Regions from separate parts of the Gasterosteus aculeatus genome. Here all the other regions are linked to region 2. The links are chromatin contacts, called in public Hi-C maps. All regions are on one chromosome and are shown on one strand. Each heading gives the region's core, a stretch centred on a gene start, on an enhancer-like site or on the middle of the called end of the contact. The rest is flanking DNA. Distances are from core to core; before and after follow the strand shown.

Region 1 (4,432 bases), core at 149-2,648, 140 kb after region 2:
GGAAGGTTCCCGCCATAAATAAAGCTTTCCAGTTCCCCTTGTTGTATTGAGTCACACCTTTTTTATGCTGCTTTCTCTGTACATCCACGCGCGCAAACAGGTCATATAAAGATCCGTCATCTAAACACCTTTACGTTGCGACAGACGCGCTGTAATCACTCTGTCGTCCAATCTTTGCCTTAATCGAAGGAAAACTATTTCACTCCTCTCGCTCTCCCGCTCCCCCTTCTTTCCTCTCCGTCCCCATCCCTCACCTTCTCTTCGCGCTCGTCGCCAGTAACATGTTGATCCATGGCTCTTCTCCTGACATCCGTTATTCCGGATGTTTCCGGGAAAAGTTGAAAAGCTGTGAGTGATGATGATCCTCTTGACAGGAAGCCAGGAGACACAAGCCTGCCTCATTCTGTAAGATGGATGGAGCATCCAGGGACACGTTGGAATGAGACATTTGACAACCGTACATCTGAATACAACATTATGGACGGGCTTTTTTGTACTTATAGATTCAAGTATGTAGGTGATAAACAAAACATTAGCGCGTCAAATGAGACAAACTTCTTACAAAACCGGATTTCTGAAATGATATTTTGCTTTTCATACATATTTTGCGATTGCAAATACACATAAAATAATAATTTAGGCACAATAACTAAAACACCAGACCTAGGTTGCCATCCACTTTACCTCTATGAATAGGATTCAGATCTGCTTTTTGTTATGCAGAACAATTGGGGTCATGTTTGCAGAGATTGTTAAAGGAAGTAATTACAGGACTTTGTGTTTTGAGTTTTTGACCTATCAGCGCTTTCTGTCGTCGCCTTACAGTTCGGTGCCATAAATCACCCACCCATCATTTATATTTATTGGGTTTTGCCAAATCCCTAATTTTCTAGTTGGAACTACTGTTATTTTATATCATAAATGAAGAAATGTGTGGGTGCAACAACATGCAGGTGATTTTTTACAAATGATTTCTTCTGCTTTTTTGAACCACTTTAAGCCAAAAGTTGTCTTCGTACTATTTAGTGGTAGTATTTACATCTCATGGTGTTATATTCTAATTTCCTAAATACATCATTGCACAGTTAAACCGTAGTCTTTTCACCATCTCCTTGATGTTTTACCTTTAATGTTACTTCTCTGTTACTACGTTATGCAATGTCCACCACATTATTTGTTACGTAACCATTTCCATTTTTTTATTTACATCCATAACCGGAACTTTTCTGGACCAGTATGGCACTTCTGAAGCTATGTGTCGTTCATGTTGTGTGCACTAAGACATCTATAGTGTGTGCACTGTGGTGTGTGTGTGTAGATATGCAGACACGTGAGTGTCCAGGCCGAATGTAAACACACACTGAGACTTCCTGTCCAAAGACCAAACGGAGGGAAGATTTAGATTGAGAGGGAGGGAAGTAGACAGACGGAGTCATTCAAGAGAGAGACTGATAATGATGCCTACAGCGAAAGAAATCCCAGAGAAGAAGAGAAAAAGACACATGGAAAGAAGTAAGACGAGCAACAGTTAAAGAAACGAACACACTGAGTGACTGTGGGGAGGCTGTCAGAGTGACAGAAATGACGGGGCTGCACACATCCGAGTGTGTTGATCACTACAGCCAACCTGCATGATTCAAGGAGTCTGAGACACGACACCAACAAGACAGGAGCATTTAATTCCTCACTGAACTGCTGAAGCTGTTCCAGAAAAGTAACGAATGTAACTGGATGTTTGGAGACGATTCAAAGGTGCAAAGGTCACGGAGAGTTCAAAGCATCTCTGCTTCGGAGAAGACATGAGGACACATCAGCTTCACCAGACAGAGATTTGACTTCACTGGAGTTGGTCTACTGGTTTGACTGGTTAGTCTCTCTTTTTTCTCTAAAGGTAAGTTGTCTTCAGGAGTAAATAAACTGTTTACACAAAGTATTTTGTAAGTAAATCAGATCTGTCTCAGTTCAAGCAGACTAATAGGAAAGTAAAATTAAAAATGTTGTCCTTGTGCATCCAATGTACAATAAAAGTCTTACATTGAAAACACTGCAAGCAGTATTATCCACAATGGAATTTTACATTTTCTAAAAAGTTACAATCATACACCATCTCAGAGAACGTTATTAACTGTAACAATACGAGTACATGGAAAGACCCCTGTGAACCTTTATTGCATGTGCACGTACATCCATCACTAAAATTGTTCCGTTTTCCTTGAGGAGCTTTCTATGAAGCTCTAATTTGATGCAGGACAGCGTGAGATCTGTTTTCTACTACCCCATCCTGTGTCTCTCCCTTTCTTTATGAACCTCTCTTTCACACACACATCAACGGGACTCCCACGCTGTTGGAATTTATTTGGACAGTGTTATTTGTGATCTGCCTCTGGGCCCCAATGCTCTCCTCTCAGTATCACTTTACAGTCATTGCATCACCAGAGTCTTTGATGTCGAAAAAGGAAAAGCAACAATGGCATGGCAGCAGTGATGCATTAGATTACTGTCATATTATTAGTATGTGCTCAAACAAAAACGTGTGAGATATTCCATCTCTTTTCAATTATTGCCTCTGATGACAGTTTAGCAAATCCTACAGCTGCTATTAACATTTCATTTTGGATTTGCATTTGGGGGTTTATCGTTTTACCACAAATTAATAACACTCGCTAGTGTTTAGGCCAAATTATCAACTTTACAATATAGAACAAATGGTGGACAACTATGGGCTTCATTGTTTCTTTTATTCTTATTTTAGCTTTACTGCAGGAATGAAGCCGTGGTAGATAAACAGCCTGGCTAGCTTTCTTTTAAAGCTCTAAATAGGTATCGTGCTGTGAGCAAAATGCTAACAAGTTTTAGTTTAGCATCTTAACATTATTACACAGGAGCAGCACGTTGATGTGGTGGTTAGCAATTTAGCCTCGTAACAAAAACAGCCTGAGTTTAAACCTTTCTGGGTGGAGTTGGCGTGGCGTCTCTGGGCTTCTCTCTGGGTACTCCGGCTTTCTCCCACAGTCCAAAAGACAACCAGGGTTGGATAATTGGTGACTCTAAAACTACCTGTAGCTGCATGACTGGGAGAGTGAAATGTTGTTTGTCTCTACGTCGGCCCTGCGATTGACGGGGGCAGGGTAGAAGATGACCGACTCACATTATTCATTTTGCTACTAAACACACAGACTCAGCGCTGTCATTTGTCGTGACGTAGTTGGATGAAAAGAAGAACTGCGGCTTATGTAGCCAGATGGCCTGCATGCTATAAATACTGCTCAAAAGGTTCTGTTTTGGGGATCCATCTCCAGAGCAATCTGGCTACTATTAAAGTTAGCAAAATTAGGGAAAAACCGCAGGAGATGTTATAGACAAGGACGCATTTGAGAGTTTTTTGGCTGACTTGGACATTCAGATGTACTTATTCGATGCAGAGTGTACGGCACAAGTAATGCCGCGGATTAAGGCGCAGGCCGCTTGCGTGCCAAGAAGATGGCCGGGCGCCAGAAGCTGGTACACATCCTTGTGTATTAGCACAGCTTGCACGAGGTCATTTATTGTTTCAACTGACTACGCTTCCCATCAACATTGATCGGACATCCACATAAAGGGGCGGTAAATTTTCCTGAAATGTACAGGTGGGCTCCAGGAGACTTTGACATCACCGTTGGGTGTGTCTCGAGGTCAGAGCCCTCCTCTTTAGCTCTGTGTGTTTAGTTCATAATACGTTGACCGGCCCTGACAACAAATAGAAAACCACTGGATTGTATTACTTGTGATTGCCATTTGTTTCTGAACAAGATAAGTGGTTTAACACAATTCCCAGAGAGCAACGCTCATATCGCTTGTTAGTGCTGCTAACGATGATGAACTGGAGCTCCCAGTAAGATGAACAATATCAAGGGACGTTACTGTGAAAACACCCATTTATTTCCTTCAGCGGTCTTAATGTTCTTAGGCTCGACTGATCTTGTTAATGCAGATAAATCACATTCTTCATTCCTCAGCTGAGCATGTTATTCTCATTAGCATGGACAGACTACATATTTCATCAGCCTGACGATTATTTTGCTGTGAGAGACGACTTGTGAACCACGAGCAGACACAACACACACCGTACCAGCCTAGAAATTCACATGAGCAATTAAACAACGTTTGCCATGGAAGAATAGGGTTGTATTCCAGCCTGCAGCCGATTTAGGATGGAAACTCATTGTTAAGCTCCACAGAAAATGTGGTGTTCGCCTCGTTTGACAGTTTCTCATGTTTTAAATGCCTCTGATTTGTCATTACTAAAACTTGATCAGTAGGTTTTTTGGAGCTGTGTCATCATCCTGAAATCATACTCTACTGTTGTTAATATGTATACTATCATCTCCATCTGTCCTTCCATCCATCATCACATTAAATCCCATCAGCGTACACAGGCACTGACTGCCCTCTG
Region 2 (4,502 bases), core at 965-3,464:
TTTTTACATTTGTTAGACTGAGAGCCAAGGTAATTTGGCCACTGTCAGAAAACTTGCTTCTAACTAAATCCATGTCCTAAATATTGTCCCAAACCCCAAAAAAAATCAAATCTTCACTCGCCAGTATCAGGAGAGTAGGATCCATATACAACAGCAGGCACATCTGCTGAGGCCTGAACACACAGTCAACACACACACACACACACACACACACACACACACACACACACACACACACACACACACACACAAGGCAGGAAACACATGCCTACTGCACGGCCTTGAAATGAGGAACATGAATCATTTCCTTTGAATGCTGGACAGTCATGCGTTACCCCACTGAGGGCAAGTTTAGCCATACGGCTCTGAGGCAAGCTCCTGAATGTCAACATCAACCAAAATGAGAACTTGCAATTACATGTAGTGCAGAATTCAAGGCTTAAACCCTCTTATTTTCGCAGAATGTTGACCTCAGAGTCAGTGCTCCTTTCACATAGCGGAGCTGTACATACAGTATTCTCATGTGCAGGCAGCATGGGATCAATTCTACAGGTAGCACAAAGCTATAACAGCTTCCCTGCAGCTACACACACACACACACACACGTTAAATAATACATGCTCCTCTTTTCCCTCCCTTTAAAGAACATGATGGATTCATTTAATTGAGTCCCTGACAATCCGAGATCTTCATCTGCTCCGCAACTGCAGACTCTTGCAGGATTGATAGTGAATCCCTTTTTCTTATCTCTTGAGATAATTACAGCATTGTTAATGCATGCTCACTCACGCGCGCTCATCCTCACCCCATTTAATTCACTCAATGAGTCCTTTTTTCACGCGCGTCAGGCGCCGGATGCTTCAACCAAAACCCTATAAAAGGCTCTCTTAGGGATTGAATTACATGCGACGTGATTAACCTCTTTTCAACAACGGCGCAGGGCCTCAAAACCTGCAGCCCAACACAGAAGGAAGGCGGTCCAATCCGGCTACGGGTTATTTACCTCCTGTAACGTTATATGCATCAAGTTAAGCCAAATCATCTGACCTCCACCGGGTCACGGGAGACACAACGAGCACCGAGCCGCGGGTTCGATTCCCACGGAACGGCTCATTTTTCGCGGCCGTGGTGCAACACAGAAGCACGGCGAGGTTCACGGAGAGATAAATGAGGAACCGTCGACCAGAAGGAGTACACATACTATAGAAGCCATTATATGGTATATTATAGTAAGCACATTTAAACATGGGGTGCTTTACTTTGCTTCTGCAGCAGTATCCCGGTCATTAGGCCAGTCGTTTGGAGAGACCCGTTAGAAAAAATGGACTGCGGCGAGGGGGAGATAACGTTTTCCGTTACCTGACCCCGGCAGGAGGAAACCCGGACACACGACGGCTAGAAAGTATTTACGAGAACGTACATTATTTGTAGTATTAGTATCAAAAAAAGCAGGCAATATTTTATTGAAATTCACACGTCAGGGCCGAGACGTGAACGGCCACTGTCGCGTTTAAAAAATGTGTGCTGTTTAACGGCGAGTCGCATCGCGGCCGCCGCTTCTGCTTCTTCTGTCAACACGAAGCGAGAAGCTTCCACAGCGCCGGTCCGCCGCGACCAGATAACGGCTAAAAAGAGCCTCGGTTTCAGAGTTCGTCTGGAGAGAAGAAAAAAAACAACAAAACGTGTTGTTGCTCCCCTCCTCTCGCGTATATTATTTGCTTACCTAGAGTGTCAGGGCGACTCAATTCCCCGCTGTGGCGCAGGAGACCTCAAGTTAGCTCCAAGGAAAATGCAACTGACCGCCGATACGGTGCAAAGTATCGCAGCTAAGTTAGCGGGCTAGCTAGCTTAGCGTGCTAACGATGGTGAATGGTTGGAGGGGGCAGAAGGGGGGAGTGTGGTCCTCTCCGTGCCGTCGAGACAAGCCTAAAAAAAATAAAAAAACAAGCCCGGGATGAGCCGTTTTCTCACGTTGAACGCGGCTACAGGACCGCTGTCCCGGGGCAACCGGCGGAACAACTGGTGACATCCATTTGAAAAGGGCATGAATGTGATGAAGGTTCAGCCGGGGGAGACGCTGCGCGGGCGGACGTGCTCCTGCCTTTCCCCGGGGTCGGGTCCGTCTGACTGAAGCTCCGCTGCCGATGTGCGGAGCGCGCAGAGGCAGCATCATCCCTCCCTCCTCCTCCACCTCGACCCGGAAGAATAACCACATATCTGATCTGGTCCTATTCCACTTTACATTGTCCCAAAATGTTACGTCTGCATGCAAATGATCTGTCCATCAAGGTGCAGAGTTTGTTTGCCAGTGAATAACAAACAAGAACGATTACACAACATTGTTGTTAATTATTGTTTTCAGTAATTAAAGGACTTTATACTGAAAAGTTGGCGACAATGAAAATGATGTGGCTTAAATTCCACAAGTAACACAGTGCTTTAAACTAGGCTCGTTTGCAAAGTTTGACTTTATCAGTCAAAGTAGTATTTGCATAATAGTTTTGCAACACAACCTTGCAGTACATCTAAGAAATTAACTCTTAAAGGGTAAAATGAATGAAAATGATGGTCCATGCAATTTACTTCTTTGTGAGAAGGCTGTACGAGTGTTTTAAAGACCTCAATGGTGTCCATCGCTAAAATACCTAGTTTGTCTTGAAAAATTATAATTAAAAACAGGAGAAGATGCTACAGGAATTTCAATACACTTGTTTGAAACTGCTGTAACTGTTTTTCTTCTTCAAAATGATTTGTTTTACAAGGGGAAACAGAATCAGCTTTGTTGTTAACGTATGCTCATGCTTACATTTCATTTGACTTGGTTTATCCTTTGCTCTCCACATACTGTACATGCAGATTCTTTTTACAAAAGCAAGAAAAAGATTTAAAAAAAACAGGGAAAACACAAAAAGAAAAACCGGTGTAGGAATAAACGTTTAACAACTGTTTAATAGAGATATACATATGATTATATCCAAGTAAAAAAAAGATATATATATGTACATATAAGAACATAACTTAGACAGTGTAAATGAAGGTGCAGTATGACTATGCACTATGTGCAGTGCTCTGTTGGAAAAAGTATTAGGACCAAAGATTGAAACATGTGAGCTGACCCTGTTCTATCCTCCCAATAAATACACTTGAACATCTGAATCTTGTCATGCAGATGTTAAATGTTTTTTGTTGGCTTAAAGGGAGTGTGTGTGCTTTAGTGACATCTAGTGGTACGGTTGCAGATAGCAAGCAACAACATGAGCCTCATTCCCTCATGTGTGGAAGCGTATCTTTAAGACTTTATTGCTGTAGAAAAGGCCGTAAAGGTATTTTTAACCTAAATATAACAAAATATTTCTATATACATAGCATGTAATATCTCACTATAAGAAAAAATCCCAAGTGAAAAATATATAATGTTACTTGTAAATTTGATCAATTATTATAATCAATAATGTTGAAGACAGTCATAGCATCATTTATCGTGCCGTCTGTCCTCCTGTCTGCCTTGTCTCACCAATGAGACGTTAACGAGACAAAACAGTTAAAGAGAGACAGCTTCAGCTTCATCAACCTTGTAAAACACTGCTTTTCTAATGCTTTTCTACCAAGCCAAATCTGCATGTGCTCGGGTAAACATAGTGGGAAGTATGAGATTAGCTGATTTAATGAGCTTTCACTTTTGTGAACATATTTATGTTGGTCTCAGTTTCTCAGCCTCTCAGTATGCTGACACGTTGTGTTTATGCGTGCGTTTAGAAAAATGTCGTGGCTTATCAACGCTCCAACCTTTCATTATTTTGCACCGTGTACTGTTTAAAAATGTGGCTGCTGTATTTAACATAATTGCTGTTTTTCAGATTCTAAGGGATCCATCCATCGTATGTCCCGAATATATCTGTCCTAATCAATCAAAGTGCTTCATCTTACCAAATTCTTGTCAGGTAATTTGTTTAAACATTTTTGATAATGAAAGAAGGTTTCATAATGTGAATTAATTGGGAAACTTCAACATCACAATTTGGCAAATGAAAAGTCGAGAAAAAGAAAGTTGTCTCACTACAAGGAAGTGTTTATGGCAAATCGGATGCTCTCATTTAGTAGACACTATTAATACAATAGGATGTCTACTACGTGGTCCATCAGGAGAGTGTTTACATGGCTTGACTGCAGGCATAACCTTTTTTTCATCACAATTTAAATAAAAGAAGCACTTGATAGTACTCAGACGGTTGCCAGGCAACACTAGCGACCTGACTCAGTGCGTCCCTTTTTTTTTGTTGATGGCCAGCATACGATGTGCAAGATGTTGTGTCAGTCCATTTTTTTACACATGCAAATTGGTTTGTGTCGGCATTGCTCTCCAACTGCTGTTGCATAATGAAGTCAGAGACGAGCAGTGTCTCATTATTATGACTCAAAGTTTTAACTGCACCGACAGAAAAACCTTGACTGGATGAAAGCCCAACAGCAATACAGCTGCACTTCTAGGTCAGGTCATGCGG
Region 3 (4,072 bases), core at 1,234-3,733, 160 kb after region 2:
AGCTGCCCTAATGAGTATTCCACTTTCATTCGGGAGGTTTGATGTCCTGTGATGAGGAAAGTGCACATTGAATGGTGGAGAACCGCTTCTATGCAAGGCCAACGACTGATCTATGCAAACTCTAAATGTCTTCTGGCTGAGGTGTAATGACCAAGTGAATCTTAAAAAGAAACACCGGACCTAACGGTTCCCTTTCCTCTTTAAATGTTTGTCCAGCTCCAACAAATTGCTTAACAGATTTTGTGTGTCAGAGCAGGGAAGGGGTTTACTTTTTACGTTTTACCTTGTTTCCTGTTTGCTACCTATCGACTTTGCCCGATGTGAATATAATGATATCTTGCATCAGATATAAAAGGGAAAATGTTGATGAAATAACTAATCATCAATTTCCTTGCAAATAATAAAACAGTAATTTCACTTGTGTTTGAGACATCAGGTTTGTGCCATTGAGTTCTTTTTATGGTCCAGTTTAAACATGTTTTTTTATAGAGCACCTGTTGAAAAGAAGTTTGGGTACTTACATGTTTTTATTTCTTGTTTCCATGCTATTTGAAGTAGTTGTAAAATCTTTTATTTTCATTATAACTGATTAAATAAAAGAAAAGGAATATTCCTTGATGTGCTCTGTTGGCGCATACATTTTTTTTCACTAGTTTTATCACGAGTAGATGCAGGTGGACCAAAGACCTATTTTTTCTTCCAGTGTTGATTCCTTGTGTTACAGTATTTTATACTTCAGCCAGTTGAAATGTTTCTAAAAGACGTTTTAGAAACCAGTATGAGATATTGGGCACCTTGTCAATGGAAAAAGTATTGATTTTATAAAAATACTTTATGATGATTCTCTACTGTTGCTGTGTTTTAAGTGATCATTGGTTCTTTTTTCTGCTGCACAGTATTTTGTACAATGTGAACAAGGATTTCTTTTATTTGAAATTATTGCATCTTCACTTGTGTCTATTTTTAAATACAATTTTCAAATGTGTGCATGTATTGTCTTAATTAACCACTGTCTTTGCTCATTTTACAATAATTACAAAAAACTGAGTTAAATTATTTAAATGTAAGTAATGAGCCCCATTCAATGTATTGATTTGTGTTTTTATCCATAAAATAACAGACAAATCCTCTCAACTACACTTTGCAATTAGCACCATCTTCAGGCTCGTATGAGTAACTACAACAGGATCAGTTTACTGTGAGAAAATGAACAGACCAAGGTATTACATTACAGGTCATTTAGCAGACGCTTTTATCCAAAGCGACTTACATTACACTTTAAACCCATGGCTTTTACACATTTTTGCCCGGGGAGCAATTAGGGGTTAGGTGTCTTGCTCAGGGACACTTCGACATAGAACATGGGGCAGCCTGAAATCGAACCACCAACCTTGTGCTTCCCAGCACACCTTCTCCAACCCCTGCGCCACGACGACCCTCAGTATCACTTGACAGGAAGTAAACATTGACATTACATTATATATGTATATATATAAAAAAATTTATATATATATATATAATTTTTTTTTCTGGAAATACGGATGGGGACTTGCATTAAAGTACATGAGTATTAAAGCTCGCTGCTGTGCCACGCAAGTGGAAATACGCAGACAACAAGTTTTATATAAACTTGATTTACACACTTTTTAGTATTCTAAAGAAACCTATACAGTTCCTTCTGGTGGCTTAAGAGAAACGTTATACGCTATATAATAATTTACTAAATGTAATCAAATAGTTTCAATCTACAAACGAAGGCTCTGTATGATGAGGCTTTGTGCTTCACCAAATCATCAATGCTACAATGTCATAGCTGCGGGTGCCGTCATTGGACCTGAAGGAGGATCAGCGAGGAGCCGGTGAGGAGGTTGGTGACCTGGAAGAAGAAGGCGTAACTTTTAAAGACTTTAAAAGACTTTAAAATGTCGTTGGCGACAGAATGGAAACATCATCTGATCCGTGCAGCTTGTGACGCAGTGTCACGAGTCTCAGGCGCAATAAAACAGTCCTAATTGTAAATGTATGTTGTAAGACTTTGATGAATTCTAACGTCCGTGCTAAAAGTGTATCTTGCATTGGTTGTATAGTTGTAGGTGTATAAAGGTGACTACAGAATAGTGTGTCACATTATGCACACAGTGTTGCTTTGGCCCATAAAGGCCTCGCAGTAAAGACCTGCTGCAGCCTGAAGGGGTCATGCAGCTCACAGCAGGATCACTCAACGGTTTTCCTGTTCTGTACTTTTTTGATACCATGCCCTCTAAATAACAATAATGATAATAAAATGTTTATGCATTATAATAGATTAGCCACTGTTCATGACCGCCAGATAAGTACCTTGTTTGATTGAGTTTTCTGGATTTGATTCGCAGCTGATAAAAAGAATGTAGACGTAAAAACTTTGTATCTGTTGTGAGTTTGTGTCATATAAGCAGACGTGACACGGTTACTGTGTCGTCATGGCTTAATGTGGAATGTGCCCCGTGTATCCAGGATCATATGAATTATGATCAGCAGCAGGCCAGCTGGTGCGCCTTCACTAACGCTGCAGGGATGATTCAGCACTTCAGGTATGCTTGGAATTCTTTGATTAGTTATCATTCAATTCCAATAATTACAAAGATGAAACTATTCCAATAAAACTTCAACATTAAAATAAGGATAAAACATGTATATGCACATATGATGATATTAAAATGTTATAAGCACGGCCCATTCATTTTCTCTGCCTTTGCGTGTGCATCTTCCTATTCTGCTCTGCACACTATATTTTGTTCCAAAGACTGATTCACACAGGAATCCAATACCACAGTGTACTAAATTGTCAAATATCATGGGTTATGATTCAGTTAAAGTATTTCACTGGATTGTGAGACGATCCCGGAAAATGTTGCAGTTAATACACTTTGCTGCTGAGTTTTAAGGACACTTTATTTGAATTGTGGATATAAATCAATTGCTTTCATTAAATCAGTCCTTTTTCTGTATTAAAAAATGTTCAATAAAGCGGTGGACCACATTCTTATAACATGATTAGAAAATTAGATTATTGCATCGTTTAATCTGATGTGATCAAATCAAATTCAACTCTGATTCTTCGCGGTAATAACAGAGGAACTGTTTCTCTGAAAAATGTGACTTAGCCTTTAGAAGTTGTTGTTGATGAGAACAGCGGCGTTTATACCGAGTTGGAAAACAAGCAGTCATGTGACTTTATTTAGCCGATACGTGCATTTTTTTCCCCCCATGCAAATGAGAAAACACGTTTTCTTCCCCTCCTCTGTCCGACTGCCCTCTCTGCTCCTCCTGGTTTCTGTCAGTCGTTGGGACCCAGCAGGTCTGAGTTGACCCCGTTCTGCTGGTCCAACCGGATCCTGGGCTGGTGCCAGTGATGGCCGACCATTCGCCTCCTGTTCTGCTGGAAGCATGTGTGGTCCTTGGAGCATCTAGCGACAAACTCCAAGAAGTCTACCAGGTACTCGCCTCCTAATGCAAATCATACACACACGTGGCTGTAAACTGAAAACTGTTAGTGCCGTTGTAGTCATTGAGGGAATAACTTGTGTTTAGAGCCTCAATCATTTCATTGTTTGAATGTTTTTTATACCAGGAGGTTACGTTTTGCTCGTTTTGATTCTTCAGTATGATGAGCATATCCATGTTTAAATGCTTTTATTACATTAACTAGGAAAGTCAATCAAACGGTACCAGTTGTCTGGATTCAAAACTCTCTCTTTCAGGCTTCCTCCCCGTATCTAATAATGAGAAAAATATGCCCCCTAAAGAATGTTTGAAAATGAAGGCAAAATTGTCTCTAGATTTTAATTTGCCGATTATTTTTTTTCAACTCTGCAAAGAAGACCGTCTTTGGCGTTGAGTAATTGTGCAATGAGCAAGGGAGAGAAAACGCAACACAAATATTGAAGTGGGATCAATTAATCAGCATGTCCTTCTCTCTTCAATTAAATAAGCCACATGAATTCATGTATAATATGTGTGCTGTAGATGAAAAGCTAATTACGATGAGATAATTGCCGTCCCTCTCTTAGGCCATTAACATAAATGGATCTCC

The links. Hi-C and Micro-C count contacts between places; a contact is called where the count stands out from the background.
Region 1: a contact with region 2 is called in a Hi-C map of skeletal muscle, with 2.4 times the contacts expected there. The contact joins the promoter of gpr20 here to the promoter of galnt1 in region 2. A contact is called at or near these places in 5 of 6 Hi-C or Micro-C datasets (liver, skeletal muscle, tail fin and 1 more).
Region 3: a Hi-C map of skeletal muscle shows a contact between it and region 2, with 4 times the contacts expected there. The contact joins the promoter of LOC120810034 here to the promoter of galnt1 in region 2. A contact is called at or near these places in 2 of 6 Hi-C or Micro-C datasets (skeletal muscle and whole body).

What each region holds. Positions count from the first base shown.
Region 1 is chr20:9,707,190-9,711,621 of fGasAcu3.hap1.1, forward strand. It overlaps gpr20 (G protein-coupled receptor 20), which reads left to right and starts at 1,399. Exons shown (of 7, transcript XM_078095082.1): 1 at 1,399-1,891.
Region 2 is chr20:9,568,973-9,573,474 of fGasAcu3.hap1.1, forward strand. galnt1 (UDP-N-acetyl-alpha-D-galactosamine:polypeptide N-acetylgalactosaminyltransferase 1) reads right to left here and starts at 2,215. Exons shown (of 14, transcript XM_040165994.2): 1 at 1,724-2,215.
Region 3 is chr20:9,725,455-9,729,526 of fGasAcu3.hap1.1, forward strand. LOC120810034 (DENN domain-containing protein 3) reads left to right here and starts at 2,484. Exons shown (of 28, transcript XM_040164245.2): 1 at 2,484-2,570; 2 at 3,321-3,475; 3 at 4,050-4,072. The coding sequence starts at 3,392. It overlaps LOC120810972 (solute carrier family 45 member 4), which reads left to right. Exons shown (of 13, transcript XM_040166024.2): 13 at 1-985.